Linked DNA regions of Pan troglodytes: all the other regions are linked to region 1. The links are chromatin contacts, called in public Hi-C maps. All regions are on one chromosome and are shown on one strand. The core of a region is the stretch at or near the end of the contact, and the rest is flanking DNA. Distances in the headings are between cores, read along the strand shown.

What was found. Hi-C and Micro-C count contacts between places; a contact is called where the count stands out from the background.
Region 2: a Hi-C map of stem cell-derived neural progenitor cells shows a contact between it and region 1, with 5 times the contacts expected there. The contact joins two enhancer-like sites. A contact is called at or near these places in 2 of 7 Hi-C or Micro-C datasets (induced pluripotent stem cells and stem cell-derived neural progenitor cells) and 1 of 1 datasets of contacts at active chromatin or transcription factors (stem cell-derived excitatory neurons).
Region 3: a Hi-C map of stem cell-derived neural progenitor cells shows a contact between it and region 1, with 8 times the contacts expected there. The contact joins two enhancer-like sites. A contact is called at or near these places in 4 of 7 Hi-C or Micro-C datasets (blood, induced pluripotent stem cells and stem cell-derived neural progenitor cells), 1 of 1 datasets of contacts at active chromatin or transcription factors (stem cell-derived excitatory neurons) and 1 of 1 other capture datasets (stem cell-derived neural stem cells).

The regions. Positions count from the first base shown.
Region 1 is chr13:74,514,475-74,517,935 of NHGRI_mPanTro3-v2.0_pri, forward strand. ITGA6 (integrin subunit alpha 6) reads left to right here. Exons shown (of 25, transcript XM_016950041.4): 2 at 1,347-1,471; 3 at 3,294-3,373. The coding sequence starts at 3,329. Among named protein-coding and RNA genes, the nearest start is that of ITGA6, 40 kb to the left of the region's middle. Within about 2 kb of position 1,702, at least 3 of the 24 cell types and tissues checked have an H3K27ac peak or open chromatin away from gene starts, as enhancers often do. A contact at or near this core is called in stem cell-derived neural progenitor cells, where this site is marked.
Region 2 is chr13:74,163,792-74,167,252 of NHGRI_mPanTro3-v2.0_pri, forward strand. It overlaps a transcript of LOC107973828 not described here. Among named protein-coding and RNA genes, the nearest start is that of DLX2, 3.5 kb to the left of the region's middle. Within about 2 kb of position 1,505, at least 2 of the 24 cell types and tissues checked have an H3K27ac peak or open chromatin away from gene starts, as enhancers often do. A contact at or near this core is called in stem cell-derived neural progenitor cells, where this site is marked.
Region 3 is chr13:74,225,776-74,229,236 of NHGRI_mPanTro3-v2.0_pri, forward strand. All of the region lies in intron 2 of LOC107973828 (a long non-coding RNA gene), which reads left to right. Among named protein-coding and RNA genes, the nearest start is that of DLX2, 66 kb to the left of the region's middle. Within about 2 kb of position 1,651, at least 14 of the 24 cell types and tissues checked have an H3K27ac peak or open chromatin away from gene starts, as enhancers often do. A contact at or near this core is called in stem cell-derived neural progenitor cells, where this site is marked.

The sequences.
Region 1 (3,461 bases), core at 452-2,951:
CCCTGCTTTCCAGGTACACTTGCCTCCCGTGGCACCTGCTGCATGATATTGGTTTTAAAAAAATATGTTGAATCCTTTATTGGAATTATTCCTTTATTGGGACCCAACAGGCATGAAGGTAATAGAGACTATTTGGTTTGTATTTTCATTTGTTTTGCTTTTGCTTCTGAGATTGGTGGGTTTCTTGACGGCCAGGAGTGGCTTGTTTTCTGTTGTAAGAATTTGTTGTTTGTACAGGTTCGTGTTCCCAGTCCTTTTCCTCAGCTCCAGCCTTGTTTCCAAAACTGTCAGCTCTTGGTTTATCTCTGTCCAGTCAGGTGTGTGTTCTTTGTCTTTGTTTCTTGTCCTAGTTGTTCCATGAGTCAGCCAGGCCTCAAAGATTGTAAACCCGATGGTGAGTAAAGGTGTTAGCAAAAGAGACCTAGCAGCAAGGTCGTTGGATCTCTAAAGAGCCTGTCCAGCTGTGAGATGGTGAAATTTTAAGGACTGTGGATTTGGACTGGGGGCCTCCTTATAGGAGATAAAAACACTCGGCCGGGGGGAAGAAGGAATATTACAGTGCCTAGTACATAAGTGGAGCTACACCAGTTGTCCCTGAATCCTTTGTGGGAGACTGATAGGATGAGAGAGGACGAACTCTTGTAATGTGACAAAAGTGCAAGGAAGAACTGACTTGGAAGAACAAACATCAACTTGTACACCTCAGATATATCTGCTTTTTATTTGTCCATTCTACCCTAATAAAACTGGAGGGAAAAAAAAAAGAATTGGAAAGAGGCCAAGGCTGCAAGTGAATAATTCAGTCGAGTTGTATCTTACTTACCGTTAGGTTCTCTCAATTAGTATATAAACTGAAAATCTAAGATATAGTCAGAATTACCCTTGAAAACTACCTCAGGAAGGCACAGTGTTAGAAACTGACATATTATTGCTTATTACATTTAGTGTGGCCATTTTTTCCTTCCATTGTCGCAAGTATTTGGTTTCTTCTCTTGAGTTTCATATGATATCCCTGGCATCATAGGGGCTTAGAGGTTGTATTCTATGAAGAGGGTGTCTTTTAAACACCAGATCATACCCAGCAAGAAATGCTGATACTATGAGAGACAGGCCTGTTTTCCTCGTTTTGGTATCCCCTCTTTGGCTTCCCCTGTTTAGTTGTGTTTGTGCGTTTTGCAGGAACAAGCCATAGGACTCTACATTTGTTCTCACTCACTGCCTAAGCTGTTGAAGAATTAGTGGACTCCTAGACAAAGAATAATCCCACTATCTCCTAGTTCTGACTGATTTAACTGTTAAACGTATATTAAATTCAAATCTCCAAATTGTCTCTGTTTCATCAACAGGTTGCTCGTGGGGGCCCCGCGGGCAGAAGCGCTTCCACTGCAGAGAGCCAACAGAACGGGAGGGCTGTACAGCTGCGACATCACCGCCCGGGGGCCATGCACGCGGATCGAATTTGATAACGATGGTGCGTTCCTTTCCCTCACTCAGCGTTCACTCCGGCAGCTTGCCTGTACTGTTTCCATGAGGGAGGAGAGTGGGGACAAACATTTATTCTTGTAGAGAGGACCTCTTTTAATTGCATCAGACTCGACTGTTTTTTATTTGCCCTGAAAATATTTACTTACTTTACTTCTGAATCATACTGGGATGCCGCGTGTTTTGCTGCTCCTCCTAACCGTGGTTTCTAAACCGATATGGTGTAGGCATGTTGCCACCTAGTGATGTGTTGAGGTTCTGCAGGAGGTTGTGGAAAAACTGATTTCATAGCAATGAAGAGAATGAATGAGCGTATCTTGTATTCATCAGCCAAAAGTTCTCACATGCTGTTAAAATATTTGGGAGAAAGACAGTTTTAAATATGAGACCCCTTTGGAATGAGAGCTGGCTAACAGAGATAAAGTTTTCCCTCCTGTCTCAGATAGAGACTTGTTTTGTTAAGGGCTCTGGATAGGTAGAAGATACCATGAGGTAGGCATGTTGACATCCAATGTACCTGGCTTCTTGTAGGTTAAGCAGAGCAGTTAGTGTACTGAGAAGCTCTAGCCAAACCTCGTTTGATATGTTCGGTCTAAGTAGATTTGCAGATTCGTGTCTATGTTCTTCTCTTGCTTCTTCATCTTTTAGAAATAACATTTGTTGGCCAGGCGGCGGTGGCTCACACCTGTAATCCTAGCATTTTGGGAGGCCGAGTTGGGTGGATCATTTGAGGTCAGGAGTTCAAGACCAGCCTGGCCAACATGGTGAAACCCCATCTCTACTAAAAATACAAAAATTAGCCGGGCATGGTGGTGTACGCCTGTAGTCCTAGCTACTTAGGAGGCTGAGGCGTGAGAATTGTTTGAACCTGGGAGGCAGAGGCTGCAGTGAGCCAAAATCGTGCCACTACACTCCAGCCTGGGTGACAGAGCAAGATACCATCTCAAGAAAAGAAATAACATGTGTTCTTTTATTAGAAACTAATATGTGTTAATTTTAAGAAGCTGGTAAAATACACAGACCTATGAAGAATAAAAAAACCCACTGGCAATCTCAGTATCTAGACTTATTTTTTAACATTTTGGCATTTTTCCTTCTGTCTAAAGTTGTTTAGTTTCATGTTTTTGTAATGATTCAAGATTAAAACTTGTGTCTGTATTGCTACTTATGGAGGAGTGCAAAATTTGGATATAGGTCACACAGTGGGTTTAAATTGATACTGAAATGAGCGCCTGGTGGTGGTTGTGGTCCCCGTCTCTCTGACTAACAGTAACTGTCCTGTTTGGCATTGATACATTGTCAGCTACAAGATCCTAAAGTAAATCTGAGTCTTTTTCTCCCATCTCCAGTAAAGAAAAGAACATTTAATGCTGTTAAATAAAAAAATTGGGGACTATATAGAGAAGTACCCATTTTTTTTGTTAGTTTGGATGGTAGCTGCAGTTTGGAATACTAGATTTTACATTGTTGCCTTAAGAGATGTATTTTGGAGGGCTCCCTTAGTCTTACAGTTTCACTTACCTTCTGCATTCAGGACCCTAGGTATCAAGAGATGGCAAAGGGTATTGTTGGACAAAATAGGCAACTATATAGAGCTAAGTACTTTATGTTTCAAATTTTTGAAAGATTCCAAAAACCACATCTCTGTTTCCTTGAGATGACAAGTAATTTTTCTGGATTGAGTAACTGAATTTATTGAGTAGCTAGACTCAGAGTCAAGGCCACTTGGAAACAGTTGCTTGTATTTTTGTTCAGTGATGGTTTCTAGCATGTGCAGTCACTTGGAAGGCTAACTGTGCTCCTTTCTACAGCTGACCCCACGTCAGAAAGCAAGGAAGATCAGTGGATGGGGGTCACCGTCCAGAGCCAAGGTCCAGGGGGCAAGGTCGTGGTAAGTGTAGAGACACATGTTCATCCTATACTGTTGGACTGCTGGTTATGTGCCAGCACCAGGCTTACAGCAGGGGACAGCAGGGAGC
Region 2 (3,461 bases), core at 255-2,754, 350 kb before region 1:
ATGTTGGTCAGGCTGGTCTCGAATTCCTGACCTCGTGATCTGCCCGCCTTTTGGTGTTTTGACTTCAAATTCCAACTCTTTCTGTCACCACAGTGGTGGCTGCTTTGATCTAATGTAGAAAAAAAAAATTCCCTGAAAAAGACAATTTTAAAAATCCAACCACCTGCTGGGCACGGTGGCTCACACCTGTAATCCCAGCACTTTGGGAGGCCAAGGCGGGCAAATCACCTGAGGTCAGGAGTTCGAGACCAGCCTGGCCAACATAATGAAACCCCATCTCTATTAAAAATACAAAAATTAGCCGGGTTTGCTGGTGGGAGCCTGTAATCCAAGCTACTTGGGAGGCCGAGGCAGGAGATTCGCTTGAGCTGGGGAGGCAGAGGTTGCAGTGAGCCAAGATCATGCCATTGCACTGCAGCCTGGGTGACACAGCGAGACTCTGTCTCAAAAAAAAAAAAAAAAAATCCAACCACCATGTCTTCTTCTCTCTGTTCTTTGTTCCCACCCTAAATATGTTCTCCAGGCTTTTTCATGATGGCAAATTTGTTGTATTTTATTTATTCAGTAACTTCCATTAATTAGCAGCCCAAAGTCTAGATCAGCCGGGATCTGGAAAATGGTTTCTTTCTGGAAGGAAATGACTGGAGCCCCACTTTATCTGGAAAACAAAGGATTGTGTACATGGGGGAAAGAGGGGGCAAAGAAGAGACCAGAGGCAATGAGCAAGCGGGAAGAGTGTGAGGGAGGGGGAAAGGGAGACAGAACCCACAACTGCATTTGGAGAATCAAGTAGAGACTTGAGGTATCAGTTCTGATAATTTGAACACAAGTCTGGGTTTAGCCAAATTATCTGATTACTGCACCACAATGTCCAAACGATTTGCTTACTTTGGTCTGAAGTCAGGGAAGCAGTGGCATAGGGAATTGACAGTTTTGTCTACAGTCAGAGTGACGCCCATCTCCTTAGTGATCTGAGAGGAGTGAAGGGGAGGCTTAAAACGAGTTTGGGAGAACACTGGTGCTTGAGGGCGGCCAGCTACCTCTTCTGCCCCAGGGCACTTTCTTTCCCCTTCTCCGTTTTCGGATTTCTCTGACTTCGGCGTTCTTTTGCTCCGCAGGAACATAGAGAACGGTGGGGGTAAATAAGGGGAGCCTGAAGTTTCTGCTCTGTGCTTGCGTGTTCGACTCCCATCGCCGAGACTTTCTTCTGCTTTGGATCGCTTGTCCCAGGCTGACGCCGCGCTGCGACGTCTCCCCTCGTAGGAGCCTAACGCCAACCCCTGCGCCAGGCAGGGATGGAATCATCATTCTCATTGTATAGATGGACACTGAGGCTCGAGAACGGAAACGACTTCTTTTGAGTTGGGTGCCCCTCCCCCCTTGCCAGGCAGCCGCCTTTCTCTGTTGCCATAGCACAAATCACAAGGGTATTTATGGTAAGCCTTAGTTGAACAGCTCCAGGTCTCCAGAAGACAGCGAGCTGGAGAGGACAGGTCTGCGCTTTGCTCTCAGACCCTTGCCCCACCGCTAGCCTGGGGCAGGATTCCAGCCTTCGCCTAGCCGGGCGCTTTGCTCTGCCGGGCTATTGGGCGTCCTCCGCTGCATAGAAAGCCAGCCCAGTTGGGTATTACTGGGGAGAGGATGCCTCCTGTCGGCAGGGAGCTGGGGTGGGCGCCCGGGTGCCCTCAGTGCGTGGCAGGGCCGGGCCCATTTTCACTCTCCTTCCTCACTCGGGGGATGGGAGGGCTGCATGCGCTGCTGCTCCTACTCCTCACAGTCTCGTCGAGGGTCCCGGAGACGGGAGTTTCCGGGCCGCTGGTCCAAGAGGCAATGTCAGTTTCGGTACCTTTGTGTTTTCGTCCCCGAAGTAGTAGCTCTAGGAACCTGCGCTTTCGAATCCCTTTGGGGTTTGTCCTAAAACTCAAAGACGTTGGAAGAGGGAGGATTTGGTTATGAGAACCTCCCAGCTCAGCCTTTGCGACCAAACCGGCAGTGCTTTTGTTCTTACTTCATTGGCTAATTGCAGCTTCTTGGGACAACTCTGGCTGGGTCCTTTCGCATTGCTGGTCTCCTCAACCTGATTTTCCCTTCGACCCCTAAGGCAGCCTCGAGGGACTCCGGGAGCCATCAGCTCTCCGCAGCCCCTTGGGCCGGCAGGCAGACGCGACCCCTGACTAGGGATCTGCGTCCTGGGATTTCACATTTTTTCTTTTCCTGCATGGACCTGGCGAGAGGACACAATGGGATCACTCTTGGGGAGCTAAAACTCGGCCTGTGCAGGGAATGGGTGGGTCCTCTGGTCTCTGCTGCCACGGCTTCCCAGCTCAGAGGTTGTCTCGGGTTTCTACCATTTTAAAAATTATTATTATTATTATTATTATTTTGAGACGGTGTTTTGCTCTTGTTGCTCAGGCTGGAGTGCAATGGCGCGATCTCAGCTCACCGCACCCTCCGCAACTGAGGCGATTCTCCTGCCTCAGTCTCCCGAGTAGCTGGAATTACAGGCATGTGCCACCACGCCCTGCTATTTTTTTTTTTTTTTTGGTATTTTTAGTAGAGATGAGGTTTCTTCATATTGGTCAGGCTGGTCTCGAACTCCCGACCTCAGATGATCCTCCTGCCTTGGCCTCCCAAAGTGCTGAGATTACAGGCCTCAGCCACCGCGCCAGGCCTACTGTTATTTTTTTAAGAGTCAGAGCTTCACTCTCTCACTCAGGTTGGAGTGCACTGGCGCGATCACAACTCACTGCAGCCTCGAATTCCTGGGCTCAAGGGATCCTCCTTCCTCAGCCTCCGGAGTAGCTGGGACCACAAGCATATGCCACCATGCCCAGATAATTTTTTTATTTTGTAGAGATGGGGTCTTACTATGTTGCTCAAGCTGGTCCCAAACTCCTGGGCTCAAGCGATCCTGCAACCTCGGCCTCCAAAAGTGCTGGGGCTGGGATTACAGGCGTGAGCCACCGCTCCCGGCCCGCATCTTTGGCTCCACACTCCCTCCTGGCTCCCGAGCTTGAGAGTCTCAGTCAGCCATTCCTCTTCCACCTGTCTCCAGGCACTGTCCTCCAGCAGCGTGCAGTCTAGTGCAGAGAACGATTGCCCGCGTGTATTTACTGAGCGCCCAGCGTTCTGCCAAGCCCTTTACCTCAGGCATCTCACTGACTCCTGGGAATCGCCCTGTAGGGTGGGTACAATATCACCCACATTGAGGAAACCAAGGCCTAGAGCCAATCACATGGTTACCGACGCGCAGCAGAGTCCGACCTCGAACTCAGATCTGGGCCATGGAGGCAAGGCCGCTGTCGCTCTGGGCTGTTTCCGGCCAGGGGACGCGAGAGAAGGCGGCACCACACTTACTTCTCCCGGGCCTGGTGCTGCCAGCTCCGCGGAACAGATTGGAAGGGGCATTGGCCGTCCTGAGGGCGACAGCGCCCCTCTCTCCCCAAAGAGAGTCCTGGAAG
Region 3 (3,461 bases), core at 401-2,900, 290 kb before region 1:
TTCTTATACTGAAGAATCCGGAAAGCTAAAAACAATCTTTTCTAGACCTTCTTGCAGTGAGAATTTTGGATGTACTTTAGGTTCTGACATTCAGATGCACTTGCTTATATAAATCTTGGCTTTGGAAAGAGGCATTCATTTTTGTTTGTGATTGGTAGCAGAGCTGATATGCAGCAGCAGCAAGCTTGGCCAGCAGCTTCTTGATTGTAGCAGAGGTGGCATCATTTCACACGGGGCTGCTATAGCAGCAGAACCAGATTTGGCTTGGGGCTTTTTGTTCTCTGGCCAATTATCTGATGTGACTTTGGAATTATTACTAGAAGCTCAGTCTAGAGTCTGTTTCTTGCCAAACTCTCCCCTACTACCTCCAGTTTGGTGATTCTGGAAGTTATATGACACCCTGTTACAAATATCTTGCTCAAACTAGCCAGGAGCTAGACCCTTATTCCCTGTAGCTAGACCCTTACTGATTGATGCAGGGCCTGACCTCCCCATGTGACTATTGACTGGGTGCTGGTGTAAATCAGCAATGACAAAAAAGCAATACAGTTAGTGAATATGTTGAAGAGATCACAAATCTATCCCTATAGGATACATTTTTTAAAACTCTGAATTTATCAAATTATGGCTTAGTATTAAATGTCCGGTGATAGCTCACACATGGGTTCAAAAAATATTGTTTGTAAATAAAAACGACTGTGTTAGATGCCCTAAGATACGTCTCTTCTTCTAAGATATTGAAAAACTCAGGTAAGCGTTTAAATAAAATTGCTTCATAACATGTCAGAGTAGAAAAAAAGCATTATTTCAAAATCAATGTATTATTTCACATGTGTGATTTAAGCTTTTATGTGTAACTAAATGAATAAATCCAATCCTATACACTGACATTTAACTCATATATATCCTAAACATTTATGTTTTCAAGTTGGCTAAAAGAATTCCTAAAACCGCAACTTTTTTTTTTGAGGAACTTTTCTCTTGCAACACGTGGGCTCACCATACGTTCAGGGTGCCCTGATGTTCAAGTTATATGGTATTAATATGGCCTGAAACTGACGTGCAGAGGGCGTCCATTGAAAAATGCTGGTCTACTGGATCAAGGTTCACAATATATGGCTATTTGGTGTTCAATAAACATTTTTTTTTTTTTAAGACAGATTCTTACTTTGTCACCCAGGCTGGAGTGCAGTGGTGCCATCCTGACTCACTGCAACCTCCGCCTCCCGGGTTCAAATGATTCCTGTGCCTCAGCCTCGCGAGTAGCTGGAATTACAGGTGCGCACCACCACACCCGGCTAATTTTTGTATTTTTAGTAGAGACAGGGTTTCACTATGTTGGCCAGGCTGGTCTCGAACGCCTGATTTCAGGTGATCCACCGGCCTCAGCCTCCCAAAGTGCTGGGATTTTAGATGTGAGTCACCGCGCCCAGCCCAATACACTTGTTAAGTGACAAATAAAATTGGCGAGTGAGTGTTGCTGTTGTGACTTTGCTGCTTTTTTCTTTCCTGTTCTTAACTGCTGCAGGGTTTCTTTCTGTCTTGGTGCCTATTCCTAACACAGATGAGGAAGATAGGATCTCTGCTTCAGGGAGCTTGTAGGGTCTGTTAAAGGGAATGACATGCAGATTCAATTCACAGGGAACGTGGTAAGAGCTGAGAGACTGTTACAATGGCCGCGAAAGCCAGCGAGCCAGGGGACGTTTCCACTTAGCCAGAGGCCAACGTCACAAAGCAGGTGGCATTTTGGTCGAGCCTGCTTATAAGCCTAGTGTCTATAGATTTTATTAAATCATTGGAGTCATTCTTCAGGTAGAAACGGACCTTCCTTGACTTCATAAATTACAAGATGTCTGGAATTCTGAATTTTATCCCTCCAAGTCCCTCCACCAGAACTTTCCAGCACTTCGATTTTCTTCTACAGCGTGAGGGAAGGGTCAGGTTTAGACATTGTCTTGGCAAACAGATCAGCCCTCTCCATTTAGGAAGGAGGAGGGAAGCTCCCGCGGCCACATTTCCTGGAAGGCTGCAGGTGAGGGCTCGGGCGGTGGCTGGCCGTGGTCCGGCGCAGTTTCCCCGCGGCCCGCTGGGTCGCACTGTGGCCTTAGGAATGTGGGCCGGGGCAGGGCAGCTTGGGAGCGCGCTGCAGCCAACGCCGCGTTCAGCCCCGGGCGCAACTGCAGTCGTGCCGGGGGCCTCCGGGGCCCCGACCGACCGAGAGCTCTTTCAGACCGCAGCGAAGTTTGCACACACGACAGCACTTCCCGGGGCTAGGATCTTGCCCGCCTGCGGGGCTGACCTGCACCACCCTCGGGGAAGCGCGAACTGCCGCCCCGCTGCCGGGAGTTAGGCGCCCGGGCCTGGGTCGCTCCCACAGACGGCTCGGACGGCACGAACGAGCGGACCCCAAGGATAGTGGGCTGGGGAGGGGTCCAGTCGTGGTCACGGAAGCGGGTGGTCCTCGCGCCGGGCTGCACTCATTCTGACTAGCAATATGCTGGTGGAAAGTGCTACTCCAATGCCTTTATCGTTGCGTTGCTATCATTTTCTTTGTATCTACATAAATTTTTTTATTTTATTAAAAAAATATTTTTTTGGCCTTGCTTCCTCCTCCAGCGTTTGACTTTCCATTGTTGCTCAGTGCTTGGGTGGGATGTGGACTCTCTTTCCTTGTGACAGCAGAGCTCAGAGTACCATGAATCTCCCTCCCCTCTACCTTGCTTTAAATGGCTATTTCTTTTTTTAATTAACTAGTTTTAAAAATGGAAAAAATAGTAAGTGCACATGGCAGAAAATTCAAACAGTACAGATACAGAAGCCTCTTCCCCTTTCAGACCAGGCAGCCACTGCTAATATTTTCTTTTGATTCCTTCCAGAACACAAGTATATGGCTATCTCCTTTCAAATGCGTCCCCATCCCCAAACTGGGTCATCTGCCCTCCCGCCTCAGCTCCCCCTTTATCATGTATCTTGGAGATGACCTCACATCAGCATGTGTGGGTGTACGGCATTCTTTTAGATGGCTGCCTGGTGTTCTGTATGTTATACCAGCACCCCGTAATTATTCTATCGGCCACGATGGAAGGATATGGCGGTTGTTTCCAGTCTTTTGCTATGACAAACAATTCTGCAGTGAACATCTGTGTGTATATCTTTGAGTACGTGTGCAACCATGTCTATAGAATACATTCCTAGAAGTGGAATTGTCTCCTTGAAAAATATTTGCATTTAAAATTTTATAGATTTTGCCAATTGACCACCAAAGGTGGTACCTATTGATACGCTCATCAGTGACTGCTCCCCATTTCCCTCGTTGTTCACACTAGGTTTATCGCACTTTTAAAATATTTGCCAAGGTGAGCAAATAGGCTTTAAAAGTAGAATTTCATTCTAGTTTTCATCTTTTAAATTTTGAGTACAATTTATTCTTTTCCACATGAAAAAAGAGCTACTTGAATTCT